2 separate regions of the Mus musculus genome follow, and region 1 is linked to region 2. A link is a contact called in public HiChIP or PLAC-seq data. All regions are on one chromosome and are shown on one strand. Each heading gives the region's core, a stretch centred on a gene start, on an enhancer-like site or on the middle of the called end of the contact. The rest is flanking DNA. Distances are from core to core; before and after follow the strand shown. Region 1 overlaps Gm34477 (a long non-coding RNA gene). Region 2 overlaps Pbx1 (pre B cell leukemia homeobox 1).

The links. HiChIP or PLAC-seq counts read pairs in DNA pulled down with a chosen protein or histone mark.
Region 1: a contact with region 2 is called in an H3K4me3 HiChIP or PLAC-seq map of embryonic basal ganglia, with 6 times the contacts expected there. The contact joins two enhancer-like sites. A contact is called at or near these places in 10 of 39 promoter capture datasets (the 3T3-L1 cell line, the HPC-7 cell line, HPC-7-derived erythroid cells and 6 more), 1 of 484 Hi-C or Micro-C datasets (embryonic fibroblasts), 8 of 115 datasets of contacts at active chromatin or transcription factors (craniofacial prominence, embryonic basal ganglia, embryonic forebrain and 5 more) and 1 of 9 other capture datasets (embryonic stem cells).

The regions. Positions count from the first base shown.
Region 1 is chr1:169,366,823-169,369,814 of GRCm38.p6, reverse strand. The region is part of intron 2 of Gm34477 (a long non-coding RNA gene); the gene reads right to left. Among named protein-coding and RNA genes, the nearest start is that of Gm34477, 3.8 kb to the right of the region's middle. Within about 2 kb of position 1,319, at least 34 of the 459 cell types and tissues checked have an H3K27ac peak or open chromatin away from gene starts, as enhancers often do. A contact at or near this core is called in embryonic basal ganglia, where this site is marked.
Region 2 is chr1:168,416,369-168,419,189 of GRCm38.p6, reverse strand. The region is part of intron 2 of Pbx1 (pre B cell leukemia homeobox 1); the gene reads left to right. Among named protein-coding and RNA genes, the nearest start is that of Pbx1, 14 kb to the left of the region's middle. Within about 2 kb of position 1,324, at least 111 of the 459 cell types and tissues checked have an H3K27ac peak or open chromatin away from gene starts, as enhancers often do. A contact at or near this core is called in embryonic basal ganglia, where this site is marked.

The DNA of each region.
Region 1 (2,992 bases), core at 70-2,569, 950 kb before region 2:
CCTGGCTGTCCAATGGTCATGCTTATTCTGAGAGAACTGAGATTATCTTCTTATCTTTTTCATTAGTAATCTTAATTAGATTACCTTTTTCATTAGTAATCTACAATACTTAAGTGAACTCGGGAATCTCTCTCAGGAGCCTTTTGTCTCAACAGCTGTGCCGGGCAGCTAGCTATAAGTGTCTATATAAGTTCTTGCTATCGGTTTGTTTTCAAATCATTCACACTATTCATGAATTATGAAGAGAAAGGACCATCACACATAAGACTATCCAAAACAAGGCAATCAAATGAGAATCCCAGCCGAATTTCTAGTAGCTGCACAGAACAGATAAGAAACTTCTCCCAGAAGGCAATTGTTCTGTCTCTGAGCATCTTACCTTCCACTCAACATTAAAAAATCCCCTCAGGCTAACATTGTTCATTACCAGAGTTTCTAGTTTTTTGCTAGTTACTTTGGTTTATAATGAAATGCAAACATCGAAGCCTCACGGGTAGGCTATTGTTTAGTAAGTAATTCAGAATACAGAAAGTAGGACTTGTCGTAACATAAGAAAGTTTTACACGTGGGCCTTTGAATAGTAGACTGATACAAGATGATTTTTTTTTTTAAATTTACATGGCTTGATAGTTTAAGTTGATCGTCAATTTGACAGGATCTAGAATTGCCTCGGAGACAAATCTCTGGGTATATCAATGAGGGGTTTTCTAGATCTGACTAATTAAGGAAAGGCATACCCTAGCTGCCTGACCAGATGGAAAAATAATGAAAGGGCAGAGTCATTCACTGCTCTCTGCTCCTTGAGTGCAGATCAGACTGGACCAGCTGACTTCCCTATCCTGACTCACTGACCCCAGGAGCAGTGATCTAAAATAAACACTTCCTCTCTCGAGTTACTGCTGTCAGGTCACTTTGTTGTAGCAACTGAACAGACAACTAACAGCTTGATTTTAAGTTTGATAAAATAGTTACAGCTAATATTTGGTCTTATGTGCAGTCATCACGGCTAGCATGACAATTTGCAACTCAGCTCCCTGTTACTCAGCTATCCAGGTTGTATATCTTGTGGAAAGAGAAATCTAGAACAGAGGTCGTGGCACTTAGTTTGACGAGAGAAAAAAAAATAAAAAACCAACCAAACAACACCCCCCCAAAATCCCAAAAATAACAAAACAAAACAAAAAAAAAACCCTAGCTATATCTCACAGGGGATAAAATCAAATTTGTTCAGTTATTTTGCTCTAACCATTCTTGTGGCTCTTCTCTTGAACCTGGACATAACACAGCGAAGAAGTCTGGTGAGCTGGCTCACCGACCCAGGACACTCTCATGCTCTGTTCCCTGAGTCAGAGGAGAGCAGGAAGGAAGGGCTGTGCCTCTGGGATGTCTCTGGGATGCATGTGAACCCATCACGGGCACACTCCCTGGGCACCCTCACAGCATGTGGGATTCTCAGTCCCTCTGCATCAGTGTGGCAGTGTCTGCTTGGTGCCTGCTTGCCTTCGCAGAGGGGGATGGGAAGGCGATGGGGGAGCCAATTATGGCAGCTTCTCTCTGCAGTGTGCAGAGTGGCTGAGTTGTCATTCATTATGGCCTAATGTTTAGCTGCAGTATGCAAACCACCAAGGCTGTGAGGAATCACAGCTGAGAAGGGAATGCCTGACAGAGGCAATAAAGCACCTTCTTCTTCAAGAGGCTCCACCGCAGGGTCACAGCATTTGCATGCGGATCCAGTTGTGCTTGCAACTCAGGTTATTAATTATTATCCAAATCACCCCCCTTGTTACCTCTGAGCTCTCATTATGGCTGCAAATACAGGTATGTTCAACTCCCACCTCACTGCCCTCATATATTACGCCACTACTTTGTTATATAACTACGGAGCCCAGGAGCTCATCAGAGGGACTTTAAACAAAATAAACACTCTACAGAGGGGTGCTTTCTTTTTGTTCGGCTGAAGGGATAGCGGGTAATGTAAAATACCTTCACACTATAGTCTCACAACCATACTCATCAAGACCTTCGATCCTGAGGTCACCTTATGTCATTTGGTAGCTCTGCATCCACTCTGCAAAAGGACAGGCTCAATCAGGGATGCCTTTGGCCATATTCACGACCAGAACCAGCTGCAGCCCGGAAGGCAGGAGTATCTCAGAAGCAAGAGGTTAACCTGATCATTGTTGTTTATTGAGGCCCATATAGAGCTTTTCACAAACCTCAGAGCTTTATGGCTTGCAGACTGACCCCATAACTCTGCCTGCTGGAGAAACACGCCTGCCCTGGCTTTGGAACTCTCCCCTTCTGTAAAATCACCAGCAATCCAGCTATAAACGATTTCCTTTGGAAGTGTGGGCTGTCTCCTTGCCCTCAACAACCTCTCTCTCCCTCCCTCCTCCCCTTCCCTCTCTCTCTCCTTCAGTCCAGTATCTAAGAACACTCTTTAAACAGTTAGCCTGCTCCACTAGTCAATGCCAGATGATTTACCAAGAAACCTAAACTGCTCACATACTGTTTTGGATTTGATATCTTTTGCTTGTAGGCCTGTAAGCTTCAATAATATTTATAGCTATTAAAATTGTCTCCTGCATGTACATCTCTGGCACTAGTTTTATATAATCAAATAATACTATGATAGTTGTATCATATATCATTTAATCTTGTACTTGATGTTTCTATCAACATTGCTACCATTATTTAAATTAGTGTTAATAAGTGAACCTAGTTACTGACAAAATTCCTCTATTAAAGGCTATAACCATGAGAAAACATGCATCTATATACCTTATCATTATTAATATTTTATTGTTTCAAGTTAGACTATCTAGATCAGATATATCTTCTAGGAGTATATCCATTTTCTCTTCCTCTGTGATATATATAAAATATATATGTGATATATATGTAAATATATGTATGGTTTGTACTAGATTTTGTTGAGATGCCATCCCAATCTGGAACTTTCTGCCAATTAACTTAATAAAGTTTTGAATGA
Region 2 (2,821 bases), core at 75-2,574:
ACCTCCTCTGTCTTTCTAAATCACTTCTCTCCATAACTGCTCATCTGTGGTTCTCTACCCCTAACAAAATCTCAGAGGTTCCCTAAAATAACCGAGTGGGCCGAACAGCCATCTCGCTATCTTTAGCTGCAAGAGAGTGGGAACCAGTCGGCGGACTCCATAGTTGATATAATCGCTAGACTAAGCTGCTAGACTGCATTTGAAGCCTGGTGCTCTCACTGTCTCTGTGTTAGCATGTCATTTCGAGAATACCAGTTTCTCCTTTGGCTCTCAGCCTTCCTGGTCTGCGTGGATATAGAGACTCACTAGTCCGACCCTACATTCTGCAGGCTATGAGGTCCTACATAACCCACTGTCAAGCATAGACACACACACTTGGAGGCAGGCGGAGCTGTTTATGAGAGAATTCTCTCTCGTTAAGATGGCAGTTCTAATTTAGCCTGGGAATCCCTGTATCTTTTCTAGGCGGTCACATAAAGTTGGTTATGGTGGTGCTACGGCTACTTCTATCAATCAAGCTGAATTGGATAAGACAAACTGAGAAGGGGGGAAAGGGGTGGAATTTGAAGAAAAAAATGTTTATGACGGAAGCCTTCGGCTGGGGGCCAGTGTGCTGTCATCTACCTGCTGGCTTGGCAACGGCAGCAAATAATGTTGCATGTGTACTATGTATTTGTAACTGTGGGATCCTAGATTGGAAATCTCATGGAATGTATGAGGAAACATGTTCTACCTTTCTGTTGCTCATGAAGTCAAGCCCAGAAAGTTTGGAAGTCTTGAGTTTGCTTCCACCATAGACCTGTCGTGTGACTTGGTGATCTTCTGTCATTCCTCATAACTGTCAGTGAAACGTTTTGGAAATGTTATTAAAGTGAGTTTTTTTGGTTTTTGTTTTGTTTTTTGTTTTGTTTTTTTTTTGTTTTTGATTATTATTATTATTATTACTTTTTTTTAAAAAGAAAGATGCTTGGTTTTACCTGCAAATGTGTTAACAGCCAGGGGAAAAAGGAAAGTTGACATTTTTGTCTTGCTTTCAGACCAGTTGAATCTGCCAGCAGCAGCTCAAAGGAATACATTTACCTGGTGGTCTGGGCTAAACTAAACCTGGAAAAGAGTAGCAGGTTGTTTTTTTTTTTTCCACTGAAGGTTTTGGGTGATTTGAGATCTCAAGTGTTGCCGCTCTCAGGAGATTTCTAATAATTACCACTGTTAATAGGGCTGAAACTTGGCATTTATATTTCGTCCCTAACAAAGAAAGCCTCCTTGAGAGAACCCGGCTGAGCCCAGCTGGCATCCTTCTGGAAGGCGGGAGCAGCTAGCTCTGAGAGCCCAGAGCTAATTCTTTGCCACACAGGGCAAGCAGAGGCTGGAGCCTCCTCCTAGCAGCCCACATGAACACACAGTTAAAACAAAGAGCAGGCACCTGGGCTCAGCTCGCCTTTGTGTGGCCCTCTTGCTAGGGAGTCTGTAATCATCTCTAAGGCCTTAGGAGGATAAATCCCAAGTAGGTATCGGTCAGTGGTGATGCTGGCTAGATAGGAGTAAGAAGTCATGGTGTGGTTTGGGGAGCTGAATCCTTTGCAGGGGATGAGGGGAAGAATAAAGAAGGAGAGAGAGAGAGAGAGAGAGAGAGAGAGAGAGAGAGAGAGAGAGAGAGAGAGCACCCAACAATAAATAAGAATATTCAAGACATAAGAAAGTGTTTTTTGCCTTAATCAGGGGAAGAAATGAGAAATTGAGGGTGTTGGAGGAAGTTGGGGTGGTAAAGGAGTTTGATGAAGAGCCTGGTGCTCAGGGGACAGATCCTCCCAAGGCACAATCTCACATGAGGATCTGAGCCTAACAGAGGCACCAGGGTGTAGTGGCTGAGTCATCACAGATCCACAACAGACTAGCCCTGGTACAGCCCTGCAGCAGCTGGGAATGCACAGGGAGGCTGTTAGGCAGACACTCAGGGTCACTCTCGGGGTCTTGTCTCAAGTCCCCAGTGCAGATCTGCAAGGCTTGAGCTGAACTTTGCTACCCCGGTGCTTGGCCCTGGAGGCCGAGGATCGGCTGGGAGCACTGCAGGCCAGGCTCCTCTCATTCCTCCAGGCTGACCCCAAGGGTGACAGGAGAACGGTCTTCCTGGAAAGCATCCTCTTGCTCTGGAGTCTTGCTTCCTTTACGGAACACTTTTAGTGTGGGGCTGGATTCCCCGATGATGCCAGCAGGGCCCCCAGGCTTCCTACTCTGGGCTGTGCCTGTGCTGTTTGGGCTTCCAGCAGTGGGGGCTGCTTTCTCAAATGCACGCTTCAACCCTGGAGGAGGTTTTGCATAAAGAAGTGAGATTCGGTAGGGGGTGGGGTAGGGGCAGCTCTTTCCTTAGTTGCCTCTGTTTCATCTCTGATCAACAAATAGCCCAGTTGTTGCTTCATCTATCGAATTGGATTAAATCGCAAAACTTGGAGTTACTCTGAAATCCCTCCCATCCTGCCTTCTTTATCTCTCAGCTATTATGGGGAGTGCAGCACTTACCCTGGGGAAATTTTTAACCCTAAGAACCTTGATGTACTTTAAACAGCTTTGACATTTGTTAAGCTTGGTGTGATTTCTTGAACACTCAGAGAAGGCTCCAGGACTTCTATGCTACCTAGTTTCTTGTATGTCCCCTTGCCTTGTTTCAGAGACTTGTGTGAAGAGAGGCCTTTAGCCACCTGATTTTTGCCAGTTTTTAGAAACCCGGACAACTTCTTTGGGGTACTGTGAACACAGTTGTGTCCCCTCCCCCACCAAGCTGGCTGGAGCCAGGGCAGGAAGGGGCTGTCATCAGGCTTCTGCT